6 separate regions of the Mus musculus genome follow, and regions 2, 3, 4, 5 and 6 are each linked to region 1. The links are chromatin contacts, called in public HiCAR-type, HiChIP or PLAC-seq and promoter capture Hi-C maps. All regions are on one chromosome and are shown on one strand. Each heading gives the region's core, a stretch centred on a gene start, on an enhancer-like site or on the middle of the called end of the contact. The rest is flanking DNA. Distances are from core to core; before and after follow the strand shown. Region 1 holds the start of Cops4 (COP9 signalosome subunit 4). Region 2 overlaps Wdfy3 (WD repeat and FYVE domain containing 3). Region 3 holds the start of 9430085M18Rik (a long non-coding RNA gene). Region 4 holds the start of Cds1 (CDP-diacylglycerol synthase 1). Region 5 holds the start of Rasgef1b (RasGEF domain family, member 1B). Region 6 has its middle 50 kb from the start of Rasgef1b.

Region 1 (4,534 bases), core at 649-3,148:
AAAAAAAAGCCAAAGCTAAACCATGTAGTGAGAATAAAAGATCCAGCCAACTGCCAGGTATCTATCTACACGTGGCCAGCCCTAGTGCATCTGCTAGCCAAATTAATCTGCGTAACTGAACCAGGTAAGATCAAGAAAACAGGCCAGGCAACATACAGAATCCCGGGGTGGGGGGTGGGGGGTGTCACTTTTATATTACTCAATTGTGTACTTATTTAGCTACAACAGGCAAAAGAAACACCCTATTGGAGACATGCTACTGTTCATTTCTAATTCCGGGCTAGAGAGATAAATAGTAATGAAGTTCCACAAGATTTTCAAGTTCTAACACCTGCATCTTAGCTGATAATTAATGAACTTACATTTTCTGTAATAAAGAGAGAAAAAAACAAAGGAAATATAAGGGAATACATAAGCTAGTTTGACTTCTATCCAAAGCTATAAAAGTATTAATACATGGAAAAACAACCAAACGATGAAGACATAAATGAACTATTTCCAACCCCTGGAATAAGTCGTATGTACTTACTGACTGCTTCATAACAACATTATGACATTTTCCAGATACCAGGGACTGTGCTCAGTTATTGAAGTGTAATTAGTACATAGACACATGCTCATTTTGAAATCAGATAAGACTAAGCCTCACGATTACCCTTCCATTTTTTTAAAGCGGAAAAATAAAGAATGATGTAGTTAAGCCCAGGTTATACAACTAAATTTCCCACTAATAAGGTAGACTGTACTTTCTACACAGAAAAGCCCAGCACAGCGGCCACACAACACACACACCATTTCAATGTGCAGGTTTGAGCAAGAATATTTCATTAATTAGATCAACATGCCCTCAGCTGTGAGGTGTAAATGTTAGGGCCAATTGAAGGCATACTTTCATTAGAAGGCAAAACTGTGAAAAATCTACACAAAGAAGACTACAGCTGTTCAACAACTGCTTGAGGGGACTGAAACATGTCCCAATTTTTGACCTGTCGTGGCTCTAAGCACCCTAAGGTTTCGACAAAATTCCTTAGCAGACCCTGGAAATATCACTGTTCTAGACATCCTGAGCCCGAGGACATTCTGCCTGTGTTCTCTTCTCCAGAGTTGGTGACAGACTGCGAGTATCCAGAACATAAGGACCCACACACGCTATGAACTGAGAGAAGTTCTGGACCACATGACAGCATCCATACCTCCTCTGCCCCTATCAATCCTGGAAAGCCATCTCTTCGAAATAAAAGTCTGCATCAAAGTCCAGAATATAAATTTACCTCCAACACGGCGAAGGCAGGGGCGGCAGCGAACCGAAGTCAAACTCGGTGTGTCGGGCTCGCCGAAGAGACTCTAAGGAAGGCGCCCACCGCCGGGCGAGCCGTCATCTTTCTTACCTCGCTTCCAGAAGCCAAAAGAACCCGCAGAGGGCGTTATCAAGGACTTAAGAAGCTGGCAGCCACCTGGGGTCCTGGGACGGTCAGGACCCCAGCATACCGTCCCTACAGCTTTCTGTTGCTCCCAACATTTACCGCCACAGCCGAGTTCAGGCCCGCCCCCCTGAGTCAGGCCTAGCTCGAGCCTCACGCCCCGGAGCGCCCGTCGCCTCTGGGAAGATAAACTTGCGGCTTCCTTCCTACCTCTGTACTCCTAAGAAATACTCACTTGCCCGCCAGATCTTTATGAGAGCCGCTTGAATTCATGAGCTGGGCCAAATCCTGTCGCACGGCAGCCGCCATCTTTCCTCCAGCTCAGCCACGGCTGCGGGACCTCTCGCTGCCAAGAAGAAAACGAGCGTGGTCCTCCAGGAGGCGGGCAGAGGGGACGCGAGGTGCCATAGAGCAGCGTCTCTGTGGGCCAGAGCGCCGGATAGGGGAGCAGGAATTAGCTCCGCCCTCCGAGTTGAGTGACACCAGACTCCTCTCCTCCGGTTTGAGGACCGCCCAGGTCTCCCGAGAGACGCAGGCGCTCACGCTCCGACCTGGGATTGGCTGAAGAACTTGAGGGCGTGTACTTTGTGCAACTTCAGTAAAGGCCCGGCAAGTCAAAGGACGACGTTTTCCCTAAGTTCCGGGACTGATTATTATCGTTCTCCGCTCCGTTCTTTAAGGCATCACTTAAACGACCTATGTAAAGAGTTACTTCCAATTCACTATAGTCCAACACTGAAGAAAAAAGAAACAAAAACCAACCAACACACACACACGGAATGTCAATTCCAAAGATAAGAGGAAAAATACAACAGACCCAAATCATCATTTTACAACAAATTACAACAAGCAATCCATGAAAGCAAGCTTTTTTATTCGTGTACACAAGCTGCCTTCCCCTAAGGTGGAGTTCAGTAGGTCAGCCCTGGATTCAAGGAAGACAAGGTGTTTATAGCTCAGGGGTAAGGGGTTCCATATCGGAGATTTGGCGGGCAAACTAGGCGGCGAGCAAAACAAGGTAACACAACAGGTAGCCATAACAAGGTAGTCATAGGTGGTCATGGAACCTATGCAGCAGATAAGGCTCCAAGGTGGTTATAAACCACTTCTTGAAGCAAAGACATGACTTCTATTCCTGGAACAGGCAGTGCAGAACATTTTGTAGTTAAGGTTACAGGTGGAGAATAGCCCAATGTCTGACAAACAAAGGTTTAGTCATAAACAAGAAAGAACCTAGTTTGTCTGGAACAGAGGTTTAATGGTAAACAGAAAGGAACCTAATCTGTCTTTACTATATAAGATGGCTTTTAAGTCTGAAATGGAGACAGGCTGGTTCTTCAGATCATTTACCTGGGAAAGAGTATACCACGATCAAGAATATGCTCCTCCCACGATGAGTCACTGGCATCTAAGTGTGCCGATGTCTGCGTTTTTTCCACTTGGGAGGAAACTCAACTGCACAGTTTATGATCATAGTGGACTGCTTTTGGCACATTCCCCTTATAAACAAATAAATAGCTAGGTTTCATGGTGGTCACCGTAATACTAGCACTCCAGAAGTGGAGGCTAGGGAATCAGGAGTTCAAGTCTATACCCCTGATCCTATCGACTTGGAAGCCAGCTGGGATTACTAGAGACCCTGTCCCACAAAGCTCTAAGATGTAATACAGATTAATGTGCACACACACACACATACACATATACCTTTGGACTATATATGTGCATTCCTTGATACACCCTGTATCTTTTTAAAGTGTTGGTTATACATACCACTTTGTTCAGACAATGCTGATTTTCATCTATTGTTCTGAAGTGATTAGTAATACTGCCCTTCAATTGAGAACCTGTTTCACGAGTGACAAGGTATGTGATCATCCTGCATTTACATGTGGTTACATTTCTTATTCATGTTTTCTTACAAAACTTCTTTCCAAAAATACAATCTGATAAATGCAAGGTTTTTGTATTCGCTTCCTTTCACAGAAAGTAACATGCCTTATTGTTCTCCTTTAGAGTTTTCTCTTTTTTTCTGGTGACCTAGTCATATAAGACATTATTATTTCTGTCATTATTTTTAAAGTAGCAAAGGTATGTTACAACATACAGGACATATGAAGAACGTTTTTTATAGAGCAGCCAATGGTGCAGTGAATGAACTTATATGTGCATGATTTAAGATGTGTGCAAGTAAAATACATTCCCCAAAGTGAGTCAGGATGCATACACATTTTTTGGCAGATATTCCCAAATCATCCTGAACAGGAGAATTCTAGTATTTTGTCTTCCAGTCAGATATATTTAGGATTGCAATTTCTTGCAGACTTACCTACAACAAATACTAACTTGAAGCATTTAGCCATCTTGGCATGTTACAAATGGCATGTTCTCTCTTTGGACATGAGCAAGGCAAACAAAGTAAAGTAGAGGTTATCCACACTGTTCAAATCACGTCCTTTTGGCAAGAATGCCTAACAGTGGTGAGCCCGGAAGCCCACTTTCCAATTGGGCAGCCTTTGTGTGCACAGAGCTTAATGGCATAGGCCTCTCAAGGCCTGCCTAAACAGCTTAGTGGGACCTGTGTGAGAATAGAAAGTATAAAAAAGGCTGGGGGTAAGAGGTGCTGGATAGATGACTCAGCGGTTAAGAGCACTGACTGCTCTTCCAGAGGTCCTAAGTTCAATTCCCAGCAACCACATGGTGGCTCACAACCATCTGTAATGGGATCTGGTGCCTTCTTCTGGTGTGTCTGAAGACAGATACAGTCTACTCATATAAATCAAATAAGTAAACCTTTTTTTAAGGCTGGGATACACATTGCACCTCATTTGCCTATTGTGTAGAGGTCCTGGACTAAATTTCTAGTCCAAGAGTGAGAGAGATGAATAAGAGGCAGGGGAGAGAGATGGATGCAGGGAATGAGGGATGATGGGAACCAGCAGTTTCTACCAAAACCCATCCATCTGACCACCTAAATATCTGTGTGCCTTCAGGGAAGGTAGATTAGCTGCCTTCCCTGAGGAAGAAAGTTCAGCTTCCCATTCAGTGTTGCCAAAAATAAAATCACAACAACTTAAAGATCTTCAGTTGGATATACTTTTTCTTTTAGAATCAGA
Region 2 (4,588 bases), core at 160-2,659, 1.3 Mb before region 1:
ACCTCGTAAGAATGGAGCCTTTCACACAGATCTTCTTACGGCTTCAGGTAAGACTCAAATTTTATATTTTTTCCCATTCTAATGCTTTCATTAAAAATTGTCTTTCCGGGGCTGGTGAGATGGCTCAGTGGGTAAGGGCACCCGACTGCTCTTCCGAAGGTCTGAAGTTCAAATCCCAGCAACCACATGGTGGCTCACAACCACCCGTAATGAGATCTGATGCCCTCTTCTGGTGTATCTGAAGACAACTACAGTGTACTTACATATAATAAATAAATAAATCTTTAAAAAAATTGTCTTTCCAAAAATGTTATCTTCTAAGGAACACTGAAGCTTTACCGGTAACAAGTTGGTCGTTCAGAATGGAACTGAAATTGTTAGGCTTACATTGATAAATAAACTAGACTTCATTTAGAGCGAACAAGTTCAGGATCCTGTTAAAACATAAATATTCCAGCCAGGGAGAGGGAGTTTTAATTTTTTTTTTAAGTGCGTCCATGCTTAGATTTATTTATTTATTTATTTTATGTATGTGAGTATACTGTAGCTGTCTTCAGACACACCAGAAGAGGGCATCAGATCCCATTACAGACAGTTGTGAGCCACCATGTAGTTGCTGGGAATTGAACTCGGGACCTCTGGAAGAGCAGTCAGTGCTCTTAACCACTGAGCCATCTCTCCAGCCCAGGAGTTTAGTCTTAACCAGTTTTATTCAACAAGTGTTTTATTTTAAAAGCCACTGTTCTGTGTCCATGGTTACAGTCACCCCTCCACAATCTCTCCATGTTCAATGCCTGCTTGGTGAACCCCCACTTTGCCCTGGCCCCTGTTTGGATGTTTGCCAGGACATCAGAGGATAGGGACAAAGCTCTGTTCTGGACTTGCAGGGTTTTAGTTTTAAAAGACCAATAAGCATTGGTCTTAGTGATTGTGAACGATTCTTAGTATTGTGAAACGCTTTTAGAACATGATCAATGTGTCAGAAAGCCACAGATGAGGAGTGGAAGAGGAGGGAGGCTGCTTCAGGAGTTCTGGGGTCCTGCAAACACCCGAACACGTAGCAGAACCTACACAAGACCCCTGGCAGGCAAACACCTGGTGTGGGAGGTGGGGACAGCAAGGGGCAGTGGTCCTCGGCACAGAGTTAGGAAGTAAGAAAGCCCTGAGCAAGGAGTGAAGTGAGCAGGCAGCCTGGGCAGCCACTGGCAGTGGCCTTCGGCATCCTCCTAGTGATTGTCACTAGGATGCACAGCTAGGATGAGAGCTAGAAGCTGACACGTCTAGGGGGCTGCATACGTAAAAGTGCTGGCTAACTTGTTTCATCATTAACCTCTCATAACCTCTACTCCACTCTCATGGCTGTGAAACTTGGATGCCGGGTGGTTAACCTCTATTAACATGGCAGGGAACTCAGGGTATCGACCAGGATCAAATGTGAAAGAATCTGGCTTGGAAACCTGTTACTTTGTAACTAGTGTAAAAGGTAGACTTGGCCAGTCATCCATGTCTGGTTTAGATGAGAGTCTTTCCTCAGGGCTTCGTCGAACTGTGGGAGAATTTTCATCTCCTTCTGGTCTTAATTGTCTCCCTAAAGACTAATATTTTAAGTGTGTTTTTACAATGTTCATATTTGAATTTTGCTTTGACTACAAAACAGACACACTAGGCACCCTTTATAAAGAGTACACTAAAGAGAGAGAGATTGTAAAGTTTTGATTATTTAATGTAGGATGGCAAGAAATCAGAATGGAGCCAAAGGTATTTGAGGTTTTAAAGCCCTTGAACTTGACAGAAACTTTGTGGCTCAGTGCTTCCCCAATAGAGACCTGCTTCCTCCTGCCCACAGGGTGGCCACTTTGACCTGGCAGACCGGATGTTCCACAGTGTCCGTGAGGCCTGGTACTCAGCATCAAAGCACAACATGGCGGATGTGAAGGAACTTATCCCAGAATTCTTTTACTTACCAGAATTCCTGTTCAATTCTAACAACTTTGATCTAGGTACGTAGAAGTGGGACTTCTTAGGAATGTTGGTAGAGGGAGGCCTGTCACTGTTCACAGCGCTGTGATCCACCCTGCTTTACTGACTCCCCTTGAGTGTGCGTGTAAAATGATCTCGTGCCTCCAAAGAGCGAGTTCAGCTGAGTGTCTGTGGGAGATGTAACAGTGATGAGGGCATCGTTCAGTAGTGTGGGTCATGTCGTTTTTGTGAAAACCTATTCATGGTCAAGAGTGGTGTATAATATCTCATGTGTCATTTCAATCTGGAATGTTACCCGAGGCAATATCCCTTTATATGCTCTTGCTTTATAAAACTAGAAGTCCAAAACAGTTTAAATTGCGTTTCTTTAATCTGTGAGTGTCCTATTTTGCAGGGGTTGGGGGAAGTGCTAAATCAGCCAGTCTTGATGGGACTATTTCATGCACCGTGTTTCTTCCGTGACCTGGCAGGCAGAGGAAGGGTGCTTGGCTCCCCGTAAGGTTTCCTAGATCTCGGTTTGCTGATCCATGCTTCTGAGGACATTGTTGAAATCATCAAAATCCCACTGTTTCTGCTTAGGAATATTTCAACCAGATACCCTTCTGTTTTCCTTCCTTAAAAGCCTGTGTGTGTTTATCCGTCACATCTCAATCCCAGTACTTAGGAGATGGGGGGAGGGGCTGCAGAACATGGAAAACCAAGGGTTTGTCTGCACTGCACTGCCTGCAAGGTCTGTACAGTGGCTGCTAGTTCTGGAAATACCTTATGACATCCGTACTCCTTAAAGGGCAGTATTTCTCAAGAGGCCTACAGATTACTTCTTGTTCAGTGAGGCTGGACAGACGTCTCAGTGGTTAAGAGTTAAGACCATCTTGCAGAAGGTCCTCATTCTGTTCCCAGAGCCCTGCAAATGATCTCATAACTGCCTGTAACTCCAGTTCCAAGAGATCTGAGAGAGCTGACTCCTCCGGCCTCTGTGGGCACCCGTGCGCGCGCGAGCGCGCGCGCACACACACACACACACACACACACACACACACACACACACACACGAGGTGGGGGGCGTCATTTGAGAGGGTTAGAGGTATGTGATCACTATAATAATTGGACCTTTTGTCGTAAGTCATACAGTAACTTCTAACCCACTCAACACACTGCTCAGTAAACTGTTTCCTGTGTGCCACATTATAAGTAATCAAGTCCCAGCCATGCACGGGAAGTATTTTTCCTTGGTCTTGGATGCAGCCCAGGCTCTGAAATTTGAAAACGGCACTACTGTCTAAACCTCCAAACACAGTCTTATGTAACCAACCGCTGTGAAGTCCGTCCACTGGTTTATTGTTTATTGCCATCTTTCACAGTGCTGATCTCACTTGGACTTAGGAAGATTGTAAGCTAAAATGACTTTCTAGAGTTACTTCATTAACAATAAAAACTTTTTAAGATGAGAATTCCAATTAGTTTTTTAAATCTTATAGCAGACAGTTTCTTTTTTTCTTTTTTTTTTTCCGGTTTTTTGAGACAGGGTTTCTCTGTATAGCCCTGGCTGTCCTGGAACTCACTTTGTAGACCAGGCTGGCCTCGAACTCAGAAACCCGCCTGCCTCTGCCTCCCGAGTGCTGGGATTAAAGGCATGTGCCACCACGCCCAACAGTTTCTTTTTTTCTTAAAGTTGAGAATCTTCTCACCCACGCTGGCCTATAACTTGCTATGTAGCCTAGGCTTACCTTTAACATGCTGTGTAGCCCAGGCTGGCCTCCAGTGTGCAGTCCCCATCTCCCCATTCTAAGTGTTGGGATTATAGATCCCACCATGCTGGGCTCAAATGATTTCTTTAATAATGCCAGATTATTTCATGTAATCTGGGACAGATGTCAGTATTTATTACAAAATGATGCTTTTGTTTCTGTTAAGTGGCCCCAGTCTTTCCAAATATTTTTTCTTTTAACATTCTAAAATTGTGTTTCAGATTTTACTTTTTACTGAGATCATCACTGCCAGTTATCCATGTTCTGTGTTTGAGCCTCTTAAGATTTTAAGTATCAACTGGGTGTGGTGGCACATACCCTTCATCGGCACTGGAGACGTGTAGGCATAGATAGATAGATAGATAGATAGATAGATAGATAGATAGATAGATAGAGATATATATGCATATATAGTGTCAAAAGATGTGAAACCTCATGTATTGAAGTTATCATAAAAGACTCTGGTAGCCACACATGTGCTCTTGAAAAGAGATTTGCATCCAATAGCATTCCAGAAACTTCTCTGTGGCTCTTAGAGGACAGCAAGCTTAGCCTGGCAGAGCCCTAAGGAGTCTTACCAGGAAGAAACTGTTTAACTTTGTAAAGTCAGCTTGGTTTTGCTCACAGTCGGCAGTCTTTGTGAGGTGTGCTCTAGGGAGCAGCCTTGGAGAGATGCCACGGCAGACAACCTCAGGAAAGGGCAAGGGGGTGTTTTGCCGTGAAGCTGAATAACCATGGTACTGAACGTGGCACAGGATTTCTGTCTCTTCAGTGGGTAGCTAACCGCTGAACTCACCCTTAACATTTTATTCCTAATGTCTCCATCTAACTGCTCCTCAGGCTGTAAACAAAATGGCACC
Region 3 (4,457 bases), core at 1,017-3,516, 1.2 Mb before region 1:
TTCTCTTCATCTAGTATGGCTTTTCTTTGCACTTTATTTCAGTGGTTTCTTCAAACATTAAGCCCCATAGGTTCTCAAGTTCTTTAAAAAACCAAACCAAACCAAACCAAACCAAACCAAACCAAACCAAACTAAAAAAACCCACCTCTCTCTCCCTCTCCCCACCCGCCACACTGCGAGCCTGTGTTTGATGACCTATGTTTGTGGGTGTGAGTAGAGACTAGTGCATGCCACAGCACATGGGTGGAGGGTGGAGAACAACCTTGGGTGTCGGCCCTCACCTTGTTCCAGTTGGGGACTCCTCCTCCTTCCCAGTTTGCCAAGAAATGTTCTTGTCGCTGCTTCCCACTTTCCTGTAGGGTGCTGGGAGCCACGCCAGTCTTTCTAAGGGTTCTGGGGTTCTGATTTCAGGTCCTTGGGCTGTGTAGCAAGTGCTTCACCCAAGCCAGTCATCTCCCCAGCCCATGTGGCGAACGTTTCCACTGGGTAGAGCATACGCAGTCAGAGTCCTGAGATTCCAACCGAGGGTTGGCAGGGGTCGTTTGCTTTCTCGAGATTGCTTTTCTCTTTATTGAAATGGGCGGAGTGTGCTGTTGTCTCTCCTGACTCTCGGTGTCCTTTGGGAGATGAGATGAGAAAGGGGAGGTGAAATTTCTTCAGAATTACAAAGCATTTTCTGTTAGTCCTGAAGCAATGCTACAAAATTCAAAGGGTCGCTATTTGCGTGCATTTCCTTCCTAATAGAAAGAACACCATTGGGCTGGAGACATGGCTAAGAGGCTAAGATCAGTGGCTGCTTTTCCAGAGGACCTCAGTTCAATTTCAAGCAACCACATGGTGGCTCACAACCATCTATAAATATAATCTGATGCCCTCTTCTGGCATGCAGGTGTACATGAAGATAGAGTACTTATATACATTAACTAAATAAATAAATCTTAAACAACAACAACAAACAACACCCACACTGTTGCCTGCCATCCCAGCACTCAGGAGGCTGAAGCAGGAGGATCATGAGATTGTAGCTAGTCTGGGCTACATAGCTAGCCTGTCACTTGAAAACCACAGACACTCCAAAACTACCATCCATCTTCCCTTCACCTGTCTCTCCTTTTGGAAGCAAGATCTAGAGTCTGCTGTGGCTAAAAGCGCCTGCACTCACTTGGGCCTGTAGGTGCCTGGTGCATTGCAGAGGGCAGAAGCAGACGTGGCCATATACTGTGACTCTCTTGTTCTGAAACATTTTCCCCTTCAGTCACCTAGAATTCTAGGTGGATAGACAAACACCTTGTACAAGAGTTGACAGTGTGTCCAGGCAACTGCAACTTCCTTACTGTGCTTTTACTAATCCCTAGACAAGGATCAGCCAGACCAGAGTGTAACCAAGACTGACCAATGGCATGTGTTTCCTCTGATTCCTGGATAATTTTCCTTGCCTGGATAATTCGGGGGCTCTTGACTGCCCCGCTGAACAGCACTGACAGGAGCAGCTGCCCTTCCTTCCTGCTGTGGTTTTACTGACTAAATGTCCTTTCCTGGTTTTCACACCTACTTTCTCTGGGTTTGGAGGTGAGTGGCTGGACCCAATATGTTGGAATACCCAGTGTCAGGGCCCTGACCAAGGATTGCAGTAGTATTTATACACATGTACACACACACACATATGCACACGCGCACCCTCCCACCCATCCCCCAGGAACACACCTCTCCTACCCTGGAATGTCACACGGTAACAATGGCAACGCAGGAAGAGGAAGGAACCTGGAGAACGCTCTCCTCAGTGCCCTAGTTCGTCACAGACGGGTCCTTGCAGCGTCATCTCTGGACATTCTGAGGAGTGGTATGCTAGAGGAAGGAGGGACCTCAGGGGCAACCAGCTTCTAGGTAGCAGAAGGGATCAAATTCTCAAACCGTTAGTGTGAGAGAGCAACACAAACTTCTGCTGTGAGGTGGATCTCACCACAGGCCCAGGCTGAGCGTGACCTAGGGCTGGTGCCTCTGAAGCAGGAGACAGCACAAGGTTTTCCACATTTCCTCGGGTATTTTGTTGCGGTGACGACAGATGGACTCACACCTCCGCTTTATCCTGTCGCTTTACTATTTGTTCGCCCTGTATTTCTGTGACCTGCTTACAGTTATATTTTCTTTCAGACTTTAACAGCTACCACCTCAGCCAGTTCAGGTGCAGTGTTTAGTGGCGGTCATGGCTTCCACGCCACCGCCACTGCTGACTCATCAGCTCCTCAGACCCCATGCACGCATGCGCTCACGCCCACGCACGCTCTTTCTGAGCCTTTTAAAGGAAAATACCTCTCTTTTTGCCCCTGTGTACTTTAGTGTATGTTTCTCTCTCTCTCTCTCTCTCTCTCTCTCTCTCTCTCTCTCTCTCTCTCTCTCTCTCTCTCTCTCTCGCTCTCTCTCTCACTCTCCCCCTCCCCTCCCCCTCCCCCTCCCCTCTCCCTCCCCCTCCCCCTCCCCCTCCCCCTCCCCCTCCCCCTCCCTCTCCCTCTCTTACCGGTAATCTAGCCCAATAAATTTACACTGTGCCATACTCTGAAATTGCTCATTCAGATTTCAGTTTTGTCCATTCTCCTAAAAAATGAACTTTCGGCCATTTTATCCTTCCTGGACAGAATCGGGAGAGAAATGTGTATTGCATTAAGTTGTCAAATGCTTATACCTTTAATTTGTATTTCCATGGCCTTTATCTTTTATGATTTGGACAGCTTTTTGGTTTTATTTATGCTTTTGTATGGCTGGGCTTGAATCCTCACTAAACCTTGTGTGATTTAGGCACGTGCTCTGCCGTTGAACTTCGTCTCTGACCCTGATTTGGTTGTGTCGAAGATTACTGTCCCCTCTTTCAATGAGTCAGGGCATTCGTCGTCTGGCTTTTCTGCTTGTCCTTGTGGTCAGCCCGCATTATGAGGAGGGACATGTCTCACGTGAGACTCTTCTGAAGCCTGCACCTGGAGTCATACCAGAACCATCTGCTCCTTGGCTGAGTTACCTGAGCTCAGCAGATCAAGAACTAACCTAGCTTCTCCCTGTGGGATTTTGATTACGGTTGCTTCCCTTGAAGCTATGATGCAAGAGGAGGGAAGAAAACACCAGTCTTGATCAAAAGTTCTCTCTGGGTTAGAATCCATCGGTGTACTTCACGTGATCCAGTCTCTCTGTGATAAAACTGTGGAACCTTCCTTGTGAATGCCAACACTCTTGTTTTTACTAATGTGCCCCTAGCAGTCTCCTGCTGGAGAGATCCTGGACTAATATCCCTTTTCTGTCAGTGTGATCAATATCTGGACCAAAGGCAAATTTAGGAGGAGAGCGTTGCTGTGCCTTATGACTCCAGAGGGGAGTCCAAGAGGACAAAGAAGGAGGGCTGCTGATCATCACTGTCTATCCACACACAGGAAGGAGGGCAGGAAAGGAGAGAGAGAGAGAGAGAGAGAGAGAGAGAGAGAGAGAGAGAGAGAAGGAGGGCTGCTGATCATCACTGTCTATCCACACATAGGAAGGAGGGAAGGAAAGGAGAGAGAGAAAGAAGGGAGGAGAGGGGAGAGGGAGAAAGAGAGAAAGGAGGGAAGAGAGAGAGGGGGGGAAGGGGAGGGAGAGAAAAAGGAGGGAGGGGGAGAGGAGAGAAACACATAGAGAAAGACGGAGAGGCAGAGAGAAGAGAGAGACAGAGATAGAAGAGGGGTCAGGGATCAGAAAGTAGGGTAAGGACTTAAACCCTCAAAGTCCATTCACACTCTCCCCCCCCCCCACTGACACACTTCCTCCAGTGAGGCTTCATCTCCTGAAGGCTTCATAACCTCCCCCAAATAGCATCACCATCATGGGAGCAAGCATTTAGACACACAAGGAGGATTTCCTCACTGAAGCCACCAGAGAGAACATGTATCAAATCTATCGTCTCTTCACCTTTCCAGATCTCTCGTCTATCTTTCTACATAACGTATGACCTCACGAGTTCTTCATTTTCTGTGTTTTATTGTTGGTTGTGCTGCTGTTTTCGTTGTCTTCGATCTGCCAGGGGATGTTGGCATTTGTGTCCTTTGTCTCTAATGTTGTTGTTGTTTTCTTGTGGCTGCCTGTGCTGTCCTTGGCTCTGTCCTGCTGTGGCCCTGGGATTAGGGAGCACTTCTTCCTAGCTGAGTGGCAGCTGCGGGGTGTGACAGGGAGAGGAGCTGCAGTCCTGGGGCAGGACAGTGCTGGGCCTTTCTGTGATGCAAGCAGAGGACGATGGATCCATGAAGCCACTGTCTGACAAACTGGTTTGCTATGAGGAGGAAAACTGGGTTTGAGATGTAAGCAATCCAGTGGCTCTGTTAACTTATAATTAACCTGCAGCTTGAAATCTGGGTCAGGCAACCTGGGTCCATGTCTCAGCTTCCACTTGCTGGCAGCATGGACTTCCCATCTGCAAAAAGTGATTAGCAGGGCACAGCATA
Region 4 (4,453 bases), core at 1,599-4,098, 1.2 Mb before region 1:
AGAATGCTGAGTTGGGAGGCACTTCTGAGTGCCTTCTGACTAGAACACCCTGCCCTAACCAGTCCTAACCCCTGTCCACTTGACTGACCTCCCAGGCATCTTCACTTCCGAGTTCAACACTCAAGTCCTCCTTAGAGCTTCCCCTACAGTCTCCATGTCCATTCGAGCCCTCTATGCTAACAAGGCCTTCACGGCTGTCTACTGAAAGCTGCCCACACATGGCTCCAGGGTGGGTAGTAGGCTGAGACGGGCCCTTGTTCTTGGTCAAGTACTACTTGGGTGTTTCAAGTCCTAGAGCATTCCCCTGCAGAGATGAAGCACTATTTCACATGCTAATTCTCTGGAGCACACAGAGCCTTGTCTGGGCAGAAGTCTCAGGGTCGTGAACAATAGAAATGTCCCATCAACCAGACCATTATAAAGGCTACAAAATGGCAAGGCATAGAAGTTCGGAGTAAGCAGGATGTGAGGTAGTCCTTCAATTCCTGCATTAATTTCTAAAGGTGTGGTTTTTTTTTTTTAAACTGGCTCTTAAACTTAACAACACTTAAGAGTTTCGATGGACCAAATATTAACCAGCCTCCAACGATGGCAGCTGACTTAAAAATAGCCCTTGACCTGGAAATATAGGTGTGTTCAAATACACACCCTGATAAGAAAGGACACAGAGAGGATGCAGCTCAGAGTCTGAAGGCTCTGAAAGTCAAGGGCTCCTTGAGAAGGGACTCCAGAACCACAGGGATATTTCAGCACAGTTTGAACATGCTCACCCTCTTCTAAGAAACATTGACAAAACCAGTCGCAGATGCAACACACTGCATTTGGAAAAGCCACATCCACCGAGATGTGAGACCGACTCAGTGACAGCCAGCAGTGCAGCATTTACAAACAAACAAACAAGCCGGTGGGGTAAGCAAGTCACCGAGGGATCAGGCTAATGAGTCAAGACACCACAGAAGCTGTTCCTAATTTAAATACATCCTGGTGCTTAAAAATAAGACGTTACACTCAAAAGCCGGTTTGTGCGCCGTTTCCCCATTTCCAGAACATGTTTTTTCTTAATAAAAGCTCGTTAGCTTCCTCCAGTTAAGGAAGTCGACATGAGGAGGCTGGTATTTCCTTGATTCTAAAGGATACCAGGGCTAAAACAAAATCCCAACCTAATTAATTCTATTTTGGGTCTGGTTTCCAAGGCACTCTTCACGGAGCTGCTCTCAGCCCATGGCTTTCCGTTTTTCAACCTTCCACAGCTGGAAAGTGTGTTTATTCTGTGTCACTCCTCGGCAGCACAAATGTTTCCCAGACTCTCATCTTAACTCCCTATCCATCAGGAACAGGGAAGAAGCTGTGGTTCTAAAATCACGTATTTATTGCTAACCATATTGTTGCGGCAGCACAGATTTGTAACTCAAGCTCTATCAAGTTCATCTGTGTAAGTTTTGGGAGGAACTTCCCCCTCAGTCACACTGCCAGAGAGCGTCAGAACAGCAAAAGGCAAAAGACAGAAAACAGAGAAGTTAGTTCCACTACCAAAAGGCAGAGAACTTGACCTTGGGCAACGCAAGTCCATTTGGGTTGTCTGTCTTTTGTGTCTGTTTGAGCCCCGGGCCAACCTTGAGCTGACTACAAAGCTGAGAATGATCTTGGCAGTCCTTGCCTCCACACCTACCCCCAAGTGCTGGGATGACGGCAGATACCACCACACTACATTCCACAAAACAGAAATCCAAGAATGATTCAAAAGTTTTGAGTCTCTCAAGCGAAGAGGAATTCTGTAAGCAAACTCGTATAGCAAATCTATTCTCTGGCCCAATTTCATAATCTACCAAGCTCATGCAGCCATAAAACTTTTATTATTTTTCCTCCTAAGTTCTTACTGGCACTGGTTTATCAGAAAACACACCTAAACGTTTGACTCTTCCTAGCTTCAATTATAATAGTGACCGTACATATCCGCATATTTTAAAATATGAAGCAAAGTTCATCTATTTTAAAGCGGGGGAGGAGTGGCGTGCTAAAAGTCTGGAATTAGCCTGTTCGGTTAAATGAAATCCACCGATGGGACAACTGCCTGGTTTGAGGCGCACTTACATGTTCCCCATATATGACAGCCTCAACCCTCCGAAATCTATCAGCCAGAAAAAAAGAACAGAGAAACGAAAGCGCAGCTTGGAGGAGCTCCAGAAGCCGGTCTGCGCCAGGCTCCAATGACAGGCTAGGACCCAAGGTGCCCGTCTTAAGTTTACTCCCAACTTTGTCGCCCTACCAAGGAAAGGCGAGAGAGGTGACAGCCACTAGACAGCCAGAGCGCCTGCGGGGACGGGTTCCATCCTGACCCCAGAACCAGGAGATCCGGGAAAGAAGCTAGAGTGCAGTCCGGTTCCGGAACGGCGGCCCGGCCGCGCACGCCCCGGGACAGAGGACGAGCAGGACCCCCCACGACACGCCCGCTCCAGGGGCGCGGCCCGGCCCCGCCGCACTCACTCACTTTGTCGCTGGTGCTCTCGGTTTCGTGGTCACCGCCGGCCGCCTCTCCCTCGCGGGGTGGCGGCGCCCCCGCTCCCCCAGGGCCGGGGCAGCCCCCGCGGTGCCGCAGCTCCAGCATGTCCCGCTCCCGCGTCGCTGGGCTGGCGTCGTCTAGCGCCCCGCCACCGCGGAGCCGCGCCGGGTCACCCCCAGAACGGCATCAACGAGCGAGCGCTCGAGGCCGCCGGCAGGGTGTGCGGACCGGCGCGGGCGGGGACGCGGCGCCGTTGCCAGGTGCGCCGTTCCACGCACTGGCCCCAGGGGGCGGAGGAGCAGCACGGCCCTCCCTCGCGCCTCGCGACCGCGCCACCCGGCCCGCCCCACCTTCCCGCCGCCGAGCTCCCGCAGCGCGGTCACGCGCCGCAGGCCCCGCCCCGCTCGCCCCTCCGCGCTGCACTGCGGTGCCCGAGGCCCCGCCCCGGGCGATGACGTCAATGCTCGGGCCCTGCCCCGGCTCCCTGGGCAGGTGGGGGCACGGAAAGGTACGCGAACGGCCGAGGACGAGGGACGAGCCAGGGACGGAGGAACGCGGGGGCGAGCCTGGGCGCCGCCGGGAAGTCCTCCTTGGCGCAGGGATGTCAGGCGGAGTTCAACTGACTCCTCCAAGGGACTCGGCCCTGCTTGACACGCCGCAGCGTGGCGGAGCGTCGCAGGCGTCCCCAAGCAGAAACTTGCTGGGCAGGACAGACCCGTTGGCTCTGCGTTCCAGCCAGTGCTTAACCTCCCTGGTGCCTGGGGATGAGTTGGCCAACAGTTTCAATATCGTACCCAGGTTCTGTACTGGGGAAACTCGGGGTTTTGAGTCTCTCAGAGAGTTTCTACCATAGGATCCACAGACAGCCTTTGATGCCCTAGGGCGCCGCTGCGGGGTACCTCTCTGAAAGACAAGGACCTTGGGACGCTAAAGGTGGAACAGGATGGACACATGATCTGGTTTAACTCTAGTCTAATCCTGTTAGCAGGTGCTTAGGGGGTTTTTTCACACATATTTGCGAGCTGGTCCTTAAAGGCCAAAGACACACATCCGTAATTCACACAAACCAGACAGAGGAGCACCTTTATTGTAATAAATCAACAATTTATCAGGTCATTACTAAAAATAAGTAATATGTTGTCCTTAAAGCCTCATAACTAACCAGCAAAACCAAACGTCAGAGGAGGATGCAATGAAAAACAGTAGACTCAGGTAGAGAGACACTTGCAGCCAAAACTGATAACCGGAATTCAATCCCCAACATGATGGACATAGAGAACTGCCTCCAGAAAGCTGTCCTCTGATCTCCACGCTGACACCCACACATATAAATAGATAAATATCATTTAAAACTAATGGAAGATATGAGATGGACGTGGTGTGGGTTTTCCATAAGGAACGGAAGACTGCTAGTAATTAGGTCAATTGATCTACATTGTTTTGGAGGGCCAGAGAAAAAGTACTTCTGGATACAAAGATAAAATGACCGTGGGGGTGGGGGGTGGGGGAGTAAGGGGTGGGGACCACAGAGGCTGGAATGGGTTGGCTCTGGCTGTTGATCCTACCCAGCAGAAAGGACCAGAGTTCCTTTCAACTTTCTTCCAGGAAGTTGAGGAGCCAGTGTTCTAACCCCCGTGGTGCCAATTATCTCCATGGCCTCTAGTAAGCAGGTAAGCCTATGTCCCCATCAGTGAAAGGAATAACAAGGAGGTTAGCCTCTCTTTTAGCTGTTCTGGTGCTTGTGTCAGAGGTGTCAGTGTCAGACTCACAGGCACAGGGAGGTAGCTCAGCACTTCTCCCTCCCTCCCTCTCCCTCCCACAGACAACCTCTAGGTTTTCTTCCTTTTCTTTCTTCTCCCTTTGGGGTGGTAGAGGAGGAAAGCCTGCTGAGGCAAGAGGAAACCGGAGAAGTCAGTCAGAGTAACAGAAGAAGTAGTACTCCTCCACCCAGGG
Region 5 (4,970 bases), core at 1,683-4,182, 1.3 Mb after region 1:
TGCATTGTGAGAAAACAGCTTGTTTCTAACTTAAATGCACATCTTAGACTTTTAAACATCCTTCGCAAACTCGCATGAGTGATTAGTGCCTTACTGGAACTGGAAGAATGAGAGCCCTGGATTCGGGATATGTGGCTTCTTTATTGTCCTGAGCCTCATTCCTTCTTGTCACAGTGTAAGTAATGGTACCTGCCTCTTGTGGCTTTGTTATTGATTAAACATAACACAATCAGATGTAGCACAGATATGGTAAACCATTCAACAGTGGGTAAGAATGTGTTGATGACAGCGATATATGCTAACATGGATAGATTATCAAAAAACAGAAGGCTGGAGAGATGGCTCCGTGTTTAAGAGAGATTGTTGATTTTGCAAAGGACAGGAGTTTAAATTCCATCAGCCACATCAGGCCGCTTACTGCTCACAGCCCTGTAATACTAGCTCCAGGGCATGGAGTCTTTTTGGTCTTTGCAGGGACCCATACTCATGTACACACACACACACACACACACACACACACACACGTAAATAAATCTAAAAGAGAGAAGAAAGAAAGCTAAAAACATGTATGTTGGGTCACCATGATGACTCAGCAGTTAAAAGCACTTGCTATGGAAACCTGACCCTTGTGTTCCATTCCTGGAACTCAGAGCGGAACTTCCAAAAGTTGTCTTCAGGCTTCCACACCCATGCTGTAGTGTGTGCATGCGTAAGTGTGCGTGTGCACGTGTGCGTGTGCGTGTATGTGTGTACGTGCACAGACAATGGCTCTCACACACACATTATGCACACACACAACAATAATAAATAAAACAAAGTGAACTATTTATAACATCACAAGCTGAAGAAAACATATCAGTAGAGATTGCACATTGACATCTACGTAAATAACTCATGGGACCCGTCAATCAATAGCATCATTGTTCTGAAAAGGTGGGTTGAAAAATACTCTGACTATAGCATGATGTAAGCTGGGATTTTTCTTTGGAAATGAAAGTGCCAAAAAAGAAAGGAAGTTGGACTTGTACCATTCATGATGATATTTGCACTTTTGCACGCCTGAGTATTAGAAGAGGCATAGGACAAACAACCCTTCCTTACATAGCTATACAGTCCCTGTGTGGTGGAAGTGCAACACAGGTCACTATCATTCAGTGCTGGAATGGGATTCTACTCTGAAGACTTGATTTGCCTCAACATGACTGTTGAGTTTACTAATATTTGCATTTTTATGTTAAACACATGTGTGTGTGTGTGTGTGTGTGTGTGTGTGTGTGTGTGTGTGTGTGTGTGTGTGTGAGAAGTTGACGAATTCAGTTCTTTCCATTCACCGTGTGAGTATACAGGGGTTCAGAGGCCTACAGTGCCTTGAGGAGGGTTTCACAGGTGTCTGTGTGATAGACACAGGGCTATGGTTAGGAATGCTGGCTCCTAAGGTGTATCCACAACTAATAGTTTTCACATTGGAGCTAGAAGGACCCTGAAAGGCCAACCAGAATAAGGTAAAACAGTGTCAATATCATAGTGGTATCTGCTTTACATTTTTAGATTCTAAAGTGAACATTTCATCTTTTGCTTAGCAGCAAAGACTTCAGGAAGTAAAAAGGCAGCTGTCTGGGTTGCCTTCTCAGCAGTCTTGAGAGCTCACAGATGTTACAAAGGGCTTTTCTGGTGGCACTACTAAGAAATACTGGTTTAGTTCAGCCCTTTTAGTTTCTTGCTATGTGAGCAGGAAGAGTGTGCTTTGCCCAGTGTCATATGGTCTACTTGTTAATTGACTCAGGATGGAAGTCGGCTCCTTGTGTGGACCCATTCTCCTTCACAGAACAGACACCAGAGATAAACAAAAGGCTCAGGGTTTTTAGAATAAACTGCGGGGCTTAAGGAGAAGCATCTGTAGAATATGCGTAGGATAGTGAAGCAGGAAGTATGAGAGAGACAGGGACCAGCCAAGACCAGCCAAGGAACATGAACGTTAGGTTAAAAGAGGCTCTTTCCATCCCAGAGAGAAGATGCAGGGACCTTAGAGGAGGAACCGTGTTGCTCCATGTTAATAAGGCCAATTACAGTCTATGGGATGGTCCTACAGTGTTTATGTATGAACGGAAGCTTACAAAGCCTGCTTTTCATACTCAGGGTCACAGCTGCAAAGTCTCCAAATCTTGTGCATTTCCCCCCATGGGTAAGGTATCTTTATTTCAACTTCTTCCCTTACCTTTCTATCACGCGTAGGAGAGTATTGAGTTCTTACCTCTATATTTATTTTTTTCTTTTCTAAAATAGTTATCAGGTATTCAATGGCTGATTCAATTAAGTAGCTGTCTACAATGATAAAAACAACCTTCACCGAGGACCAGCCTTACACACTAGAGTATCTTCCTTTCCTTTGCGAAAGTTCTAACACCTGTAATTTTACATGTGGATTGAATAGCAGTTTATTTAGCGTTTGCCCTCCAGGAGCCAGTAAGCTTCTGGGACCAGCCGGTTGCGGCCACCAGTGTGCCCCCAGCGTTTATTACAATACCCAACACTCAGCAAGTGCTTCGTGGTTCCTCTCAGATCTCCTCCGAAAGTTACACGGACAGTAACCTTCAGCTCATAATTATGATAATAGATACTGTACAACGAGTCGAGCCGGTATTTACAGGTAGAGCACACAAGGCAAATGAATACACACTCGGCGACACATGAGTGCACAAACAGCCGCGGGCAGCGACACGAAGGAGGAAACGCGCGCCGGAGTGGGCCCTGCCCAGGCTGCGGAGACCCGCTGCGCCAGCAAGCCAGCCTCTGCAGCGTGGGTGGGTACGGCCGCAGCGTCACGGGAGTCCCTACCCGCGGAACCCTGGCAAGTCCCCGAGCGCCCGCTGCAGGGCGGCGTGGGCGGAGAGCTGCGCCACGATTGGCCAGCGCAGGATGGGCGTGGCCTGCGGCGGGCGGGGGCGTGGCCTGCGGCAGGAGGCGGGCATTTCCCCAGCAAGGGGGTGTGCGCGGCTCGGGCTGGAGTTTCAGTATAAACAAGGACCCCGACTGGATCGGCGGGTTTTCCCTTTCTTCTGGCGTTCGACCCTTCCCGGTCCTGAGCTCGCCTTTTGGGGCGCCTCGGTACGGCAGCCAGGAGGCAGAGGCTCCGAGCTGTGTGCGGGTAGGTGCTCCAGGGGACCCCGCGGCGGGATGGCGGGAGCGGGCTGCGCCGGCGCTGCTCCGGAACGGCGCCGGCTGTCCAGTGCGCCCCGGCGTGGCGGGAGATCCTCGGCTGGCGAGCATTGGCAGAGCCACAGAACTAGGAGTTCTCGCGCCTGCTGCTTCCGTGCCCCGGGCTGCCGCGCTCCCAACAGGTGCGGGGCTGAGCACTGACGACCCGGGGACCCGGGGATCTGGGGACGCTGTGCTGCGCCTCGCCCCGGCCAGGCCTTCTGTTTGGAGATCTTAGATATTGAGGGTTTGTCTGAGTTGGAGTCTCGTTCATCCTTTTTGCTTTCCCTCTCAGCTTCTTGTGCATACCTAGGGTTGTTTCCATGTACTTTTTGGCTAGTTTCCTAGGGTGCTTGAGAGTGTTCAGGCTGTTGTTTATTTTTTGCTGCAGTTTCCTTATAATTTAAGGTCTGACTCCCAGGAACAGTCAGGGAAACAGGACTTGTGTGTTCCCCAGGCTCGTATGCAAACTTGAACAAGTAGCCTGTTTTTTGTTTTGCTTTGTGACCCAGGTGAGTTGCCTTCGGACACTAGCCTGGGTGATAATAACGTGGCCCGGGGTACCTGGTAGCCTCGTGGGCTGAGTGCGTGAGGGAGGCTCCTCTTTATTGGAGAGCCCCGGGAATAACTTCAGCAGCACTGTACTAGAGAAAAGGGCAAACGCGGAAACGGAGGTGTTCTCTCTCGCTCTCTCGCTCTATCGCTCTGTCTCTGTCTCTCTGTCTCTCTCTCTGAGTGTGCGTGTGATTTGACTATTCCTTGCCACCTTACCCCATCCAAATTGGTTCAGTTCAGGCGAAGCACTGTGGCTAAGGCACTGACAGTGCGGCGAGGTGTTCTCTCGCACAGCGTGGTAAAGGGCGCTAGGAGAGCATCTGGGCTGCAGTTTTCTCTTGTGAATGTAAATGTGCCCGTTTGCAGATGGATTCGGGGCGTATGGTGTATATGGATAAATATGCACGCATACTTGTGTATGTATGTTTGGGTGAACGCGTCTCCAAGGAGTCCTTCGTCAGCAGCGCCATGTGACAATGGCCTGGAACTGCTGGTGTGCGTAGAGCTATATTTAGCCCTGACAGTGTCTCACTGGGAGGACGGGTCTTGAGCTGGGAGGATAAAGCGGGGAAGAATCCAGGAATAAGGTTATCGAGCTCTTGACTGATGTCTGGCGCAGTCAGACTCAGATGGTGAATAATGACTCCTCATGAGTGCAGTAGCTGGAGCGTGGCATGTGATGACTGCTTTAATTGGACATAGTTGTGACCAGGGTGGTCAGCCAATGCGAAGAGGATTAAACAAGGAGATTTAAAAAGAGAAGATAGTGTGTAGCTGATTTGAAGATTTAGGAGGAGAGAACCGGTCATGTGAGGTTCAAAGTGCACGAAGAATTGATTTCTTAAAGGGAATAATAATAGTAAAAAATGTTTGGCTGTTGAGGATGCAGAGAAAATAAATGACAGCCAGTTAAACAGTGTTATGCACTAAGGACAGTTTTGTTTGGGGCAGGGAGCAATGTTTGAGTTACTGAGGACCCAGGGCATTTTTTGACAGAAGTCAGGGCTCAGCAACAGCCCTGGCTGCTTTTCCCTTTCAGGCAGATTTGCTGGCACGTGAGATAACATCAGCCTCTGGTGAGCAAGTCGCTCTCCTGTGTCAGGCAAGCCTTTGTTTTCCTGGAGGTGCCAGCCCTTCTGGCTACTAAGGATCCTGGCCTAGGACTTCCTTATTTCAGCTTTTCAGCTTTCCTGTCATGCTGCCCGAGGTGTCTGTGCTAC
Region 6 (4,476 bases), core at 607-3,106, 1.3 Mb after region 1:
GGGGAGGAAAGGATTTATTCAGCTTACACTTTCCACATTGCTGTTCATCACCAAAGGAAGTCAGGACTGGAATTCAAGCAGGTCAGGAAGCAGGAGCTGATGCAGAGGCCATGGAGGGATGTTCTTTACTGGCTTTCTTCCCCTGGCTTGCTCAGCTTGCTTTCTTATACAACCCAGGACTACCAGCCCAGGGATGGCACCACTCACAGTGGGCCCTCTCCCTTGATCACTTATTGATCCTTACAGCTGGATCTCATGGAGGCATTTCCTCAAGGGAGGCTCCTTTGTCTGTGATAACTCCAGCTTGGGTCAAGTGGACACACAAAACCAGTCAGTACCGAGAGTGATTTCTGCCTCACAGTCAAGGTCATCACTGAGTAGGTCTTAGCTATGGAGTTATAGAGGGAGGTTTGGTATAGAACTGTGACTGGGGTGGGGATGGTGTGCAGAGGGAGAAGAGCACCCGTGTGATATCGCAAATGATGACATAAGTAATGGACCTGTAGCAAGAGAATGGCTGTCGGGATGGGGGAAGAGGGGGAAGGACCAAGAACATGAATAGATAGAATGAACTCATATGGAAGATATCACTGCACGTTGGGTGGCAGGCACTGGACTTTCAGATTAAAACCGCAGAAGGTTGGAGATGTCCACTTTCTGCCGAGTCTTACCTGCTTCTCCTTTATGCTGTGCTGGCCTGATTTCCCTCGGAGCTGCTTCATTACCATTTACTCTCATCTCCTGATCTAGCCAGATAATCAAGCACAGAGATACAAATCAACTCAGTCCCCATCTTCCTGCACCCCCTCCCCATCTCTTCTCCAACTGATGCATAGCTGCACCTAGCACCACTGCTTGCCAAGGCCTTAGAGTGCAAAGTCTTCTGGCCCAAGGCTGAGGTCCCTTCCTGCGATTCTCTTCCTCTCTCTTTCGGTCTTGTTCCTCTTTGCTCTACAAAAGTTTATGGCTTCTGTAGTGGATTTTTCTGTAATGGAGAAAGAAAATCGCTAAATGTATTCAATCCATTTTAGAGGTATGCTTTCAAAATGCCATGGGTCTGAATTGCAGTACTCATGTACTTTAAAAAAGAGTTTAGACATTGTGTGCAAATGGGGTGTGCAGTAATGGAGTTTCTTTGGTTCTGGTTCTGGCTTTAGAACTGTTGTGAAAAGTATTAGCTCTCCCCTGAGTCCACACAACATGCCCCCATCATTCCTTGATAACTTTGATCTTTTACCTGAGACAACAAGTTGTCTGTGAAGATCTCTGGGGTCTGAAGAAGAAGGAAGTGTTGGAAGGAGATCAGAGAGTGGGGCACACACAGCTGAGGGGGTGGGAGGGACCCAGATGTGGAAACATGAAAGCGGTACTTGCTAGGCAATGACTAATGATATGATAACTGTCTGTAAACACAGAGTGTGTAGGTTGGGAGTGCCAACAAGTATTGCCTCACTCAGCACCAGATACAATCTGAGAAGTAGCAAGGCAGACAGAGACACAGACAGCATCCTGAAATACAGGGGTGGCAGGGATGGGGTGGGGCAGACACTGAAGAGATTTTACAAAGCCTACTTCCTCTCTACGAACAACATCCACCAATCTGTCCACCCACTCACTTATTCCCCACCCCCTTTTATCCCCAATAAACCTCAAGCTACTTACACCCCAGAAAGCCTCTTTTTCTTGCTTTTCTTCATCTAAATGCTTTTCCTGAATCCTCTCCATTGTTTCTCTCCAGCAATGCTGACCTAAGAACTGGTTGCCAAAGCAATAGCATGCTATGGTGTAAGAGCGGACGCTGACTCGAGTCTGGTGCGGGAGGGTGGAGTGAAGGATCCACAACAGCCTTGATGTTGTTCTCAAAGCTACCGTTGATCCTGGAGGCATACCTAATTCAAGAGAGTGGAGACGGTTCTGTACCACTACTGTAAGCAACACCAAACTTGTGACTCTCCTCGTGTCTTCTCTCTGTCTCCAGTGTGACAGAGTCACCCATCTTGTGATCGTCAGCATGTATCTCCAAGTACACTCACTACAGATACTGATAGCACTCCCTCTTCTCCGGAACCCAAAAAGGATCAGATAGGGCTGAGCTGGGAGCTCAGAAGAAGCCTGAAGTAGAGTTCAAGAAGGCTCGGTCAACTGTAGAGCCATGGGGGCTGAAGGCAGGAAAATCACCATATTGATTAGACTGATAATGGAGAAAGAGTGAGTGGCTTCCATGGTGCCAAGAGGTGACTGGACACCCTTCATCCAGTCCCAGAACCCAAAGCATCTTCAAAAAAATAGATTCAGAACTATCGATCCTCTGCCGTCAAAGGGACTTCACCGCCCTCATGTGGTGAACACAGCACCGGCACTGGAGTATCAGATGGGCCTTGTTTTAAGAAGTAGGAAGCGGGAAGCCATTGTATTAGAAGGCAACTGCTCAAGCTAAAGAGCTTCATTTAATTGGAGGGCCACCAGGGTTTGGAACTATTTGGGGCTCTTTCTGCTTTTATGAATTCTCAACTAGTCCTCTACTGATTTCCACTTCTTTCTCTTATAGGCAACGAGAGGGACATCTTTGGTGAAATGCTGCCATCTTGTGGGAATTGTGAGAAGAACCATGGTTTTTACCTGGCAGGTATTGTCGGCTTTTTGAGAAGCCAGGACCTTTGAAGTCAGAATTCATCCTTAGGAAAAACCATGACCGCAGTCCAATTTACCTTTGACATTAATATCTTCCTTTTGTAGAGGAAAGGAATTTGCTCCTTTAGAGTTGTAGCCTGGCCATTTCTGTGTGAATGTATACATTCCTCAGACCAGCAACACATAGGCACACACATGCACACGCGGGCGCGCGCACACACACACACACACACACACACTTCTTGCCAAAGCTTCTTGTACTTCCCCATCCCTTCAAGACGGAAAGGGGTGTCCAGCACACTTGAATTCACACCAAGTGTCTATAAGTGCTGGTCACTTCAACAATGGCGACTCACAGTCTTCCTCTGCTCTCTAGCAGACTACTCAGGTTTTCTCCAGCTTTTCCCATCATTCCATCCTGTTATCCCAACCCACGACTCCAGTAGGCATCCCTAGCAACTCGCCAGTCAAGCCTACAGAGAAGCAAGCAGACCAGAGAAACAGGTGGGTGAGCTTCAGATCTTTTTCTCCTCTCCTCCACATCCATCCTCTAATCTCGTTCCAGGTCCATAAGAGACTAGCTGTTGTGGCCTCTCCTCACTCTCTGCCCCCATTCCCAGAGGAATAAACAGATCCTAGCAGACAACACTGCTTTTTTTCCCTACTGCGGACCATCTCATATCCTGCCTCCTAGTCCATCCGAATTCCTCAGCATCAGATCCCAATACGTAGAAACACATTTTACCCAGAAACCCTAGTGGTCACTCCTGGCAGCAACCCAGAAGAATTAACTACTAGATATTACACAACTAGTAGACCCTCCTAAAAACCAGAGAGGGCAACAGAAACCAATGAATGAAACACCTATCCAACAACATAAAAGCAGATTTAAACATCTAGAATTACAATCTTCCCAAACCCTAGGTGACAGCATAAAAAACACAGTAAATAACAACTGGGACAATATGACTCCAGTAGAGTCCAAAAACCTAGGCATCCTTCTTCCAGAAGAACCCAAAAAGCATCTTGAACCGAATGGATTCAGAGCCATCGGCTTTCTGGAAGAAGTATTCCAAGCAAACAGACTTAAGAAGCAAGCTTGTGTGGCCATTGTAGTATCTAACAAAATAGCCTTCAAACTAAAATAATCAGAAAGAGATAGGGAAGGACACGACATACTCACCAAAAGAAAAATCCATCAAGAGGACATTGCAATTTTTAACATCTATGAAGCAAACTCCAAGGCACCCAAGTTCATAATAGGATTAAATACAGATGAAATCATGCATTGATCCTCACACTGATAGTGGGATACTGCAATGCCCAACTCTTGCCAATAGACAGTGAAGGGCTAACAGGGCCAAACATGGCAAGCATGGCGTTGCGCTGGCAGGTTTTGCACTTTCTCCTCCCCTCTTCTTTGTTAAACCCTTAGATAACATTCCTGAAGCTAGCCTCCAAGGGCCATTCCCTTATTTAGGCATTGACTCATTCCTGAGACTGATCACCAAGATCCAACTATCAAATCGTCAAGGTCCAGAAGTCAAAATTCATTCTTTGGTTACACTGGCTAACCTGTCCAATCAGGTCTTACCACTAGCTAACCTGTCCAATCAGGTCTTACCACTGGCTACCCTGTCCAATCAGGTCTTACCACTAGCTAGCCTGTCCAATCAGGTCTTACCACTGGCTAACCTGTCCAATCAGGTCTTACCACTGGCTAACCTGTCCAGTCAGGTCTTACCAACTCATCATAGCACAGACTTCCTTCCATTTTCTCCTTAAACATCAACTCCTGAAAAAACACAGACTTCTATCTTTGTCTGATCCAGAGGCAGTATCTTC

What was found. Promoter capture Hi-C pulls out the DNA fragments that hold promoters and counts their contacts. HiCAR-type assays count read pairs that join an accessible place to other places. HiChIP or PLAC-seq counts read pairs in DNA pulled down with a chosen protein or histone mark.
Region 2: a contact with region 1 is called in a promoter capture Hi-C map of liver, with 3 times the contacts expected there. The contact joins the enhancer-like site here to the promoter of Cops4 in region 1. A contact is called at or near these places in 7 of 39 promoter capture datasets (cranial neural crest, embryonic stem cells, hippocampal neurons and 2 more).
Region 3: a contact with region 1 is called in a promoter capture Hi-C map of embryonic stem cells, with 2.7 times the contacts expected there. The contact joins the promoter of 9430085M18Rik here to the promoter of Cops4 in region 1. A contact is called at or near these places in 2 of 39 promoter capture datasets (embryonic stem cells and hippocampal neurons).
Region 4: a contact with region 1 is called in a HiCAR-type map of astrocytes, with 2.5 times the contacts expected there. The contact joins the promoter of Cds1 here to the promoter of Cops4 in region 1. A contact is called at or near these places in 4 of 39 promoter capture datasets (cranial neural crest, hippocampal neurons, liver and 1 more) and 1 of 115 datasets of contacts at active chromatin or transcription factors (astrocytes).
Region 5: a promoter capture Hi-C map of pre-B cells shows a contact between it and region 1, with 4 times the contacts expected there. The contact joins the promoter of Rasgef1b here to the promoter of Cops4 in region 1. A contact is called at or near these places in 4 of 39 promoter capture datasets (3T3-L1-derived adipocytes, cranial neural crest, hippocampal neurons and 1 more), 1 of 484 Hi-C or Micro-C datasets (muscle stem cells) and 2 of 9 other capture datasets (adipose tissue and liver).
Region 6: a contact with region 1 is called in a FOXA1 HiChIP or PLAC-seq map of pancreatic cancer cells. The contact joins the enhancer-like site here to the promoter of Cops4 in region 1. A contact is called at or near these places in 8 of 39 promoter capture datasets (the 3T3-L1 cell line, 3T3-L1-derived adipocytes, the HPC-7 cell line and 4 more) and 2 of 115 datasets of contacts at active chromatin or transcription factors (astrocytes and pancreatic cancer cells).

Annotation. Positions count from the first base shown.
Region 1 is chr5:100,515,673-100,520,206 of GRCm38.p6, reverse strand. Cops4 (COP9 signalosome subunit 4) reads right to left here and starts at 1,898. Exons shown (of 10, transcript NM_012001.2): 1 at 1,657-1,898. The coding sequence starts at 1,730.
Region 2 is chr5:101,855,877-101,860,464 of GRCm38.p6, reverse strand. It overlaps Wdfy3 (WD repeat and FYVE domain containing 3), which reads left to right. Exons shown (of 67, transcript NM_172882.3): 54 at 1-47; 55 at 1,847-2,000; 56 at 4,569-4,588. Among named protein-coding and RNA genes, the nearest start is that of Gm20548, 32 kb to the right of the region's middle. Within about 2 kb of position 1,409, at least 4 of the 459 cell types and tissues checked have an H3K27ac peak or open chromatin away from gene starts, as enhancers often do. A contact at or near this core is called in liver, where this site is marked.
Region 3 is chr5:101,701,358-101,705,814 of GRCm38.p6, reverse strand. It overlaps 9430085M18Rik (a long non-coding RNA gene), which reads right to left and starts at 2,266. Exons shown (of 3, transcript XR_001785073.2): 1 at 1,705-2,266; 2 at 282-617.
Region 4 is chr5:101,763,525-101,767,977 of GRCm38.p6, reverse strand. It overlaps Cds1 (CDP-diacylglycerol synthase 1), which reads right to left and starts at 2,848. Exons shown (of 13, transcript NM_173370.3): 1 at 2,489-2,848. The coding sequence starts at 2,605. Gm42134 reads left to right here and starts at 2,715. Exons shown (of 6, transcript XR_880489.2): 1 at 2,715-3,008; 2 at 4,106-4,170.
Region 5 is chr5:99,250,889-99,255,858 of GRCm38.p6, reverse strand. It overlaps Rasgef1b (RasGEF domain family, member 1B), which reads left to right and starts at 2,932. Exons shown (of 14, transcript NM_181318.4): 1 at 2,932-3,145.
Region 6 is chr5:99,200,616-99,205,091 of GRCm38.p6, reverse strand. No RefSeq gene overlaps it. Among named protein-coding and RNA genes, the nearest start is that of Rasgef1b, 50 kb to the left of the region's middle. Within about 2 kb of position 1,856, at least 28 of the 459 cell types and tissues checked have an H3K27ac peak or open chromatin away from gene starts, as enhancers often do. A contact at or near this core is called in pancreatic cancer cells, where this site is marked.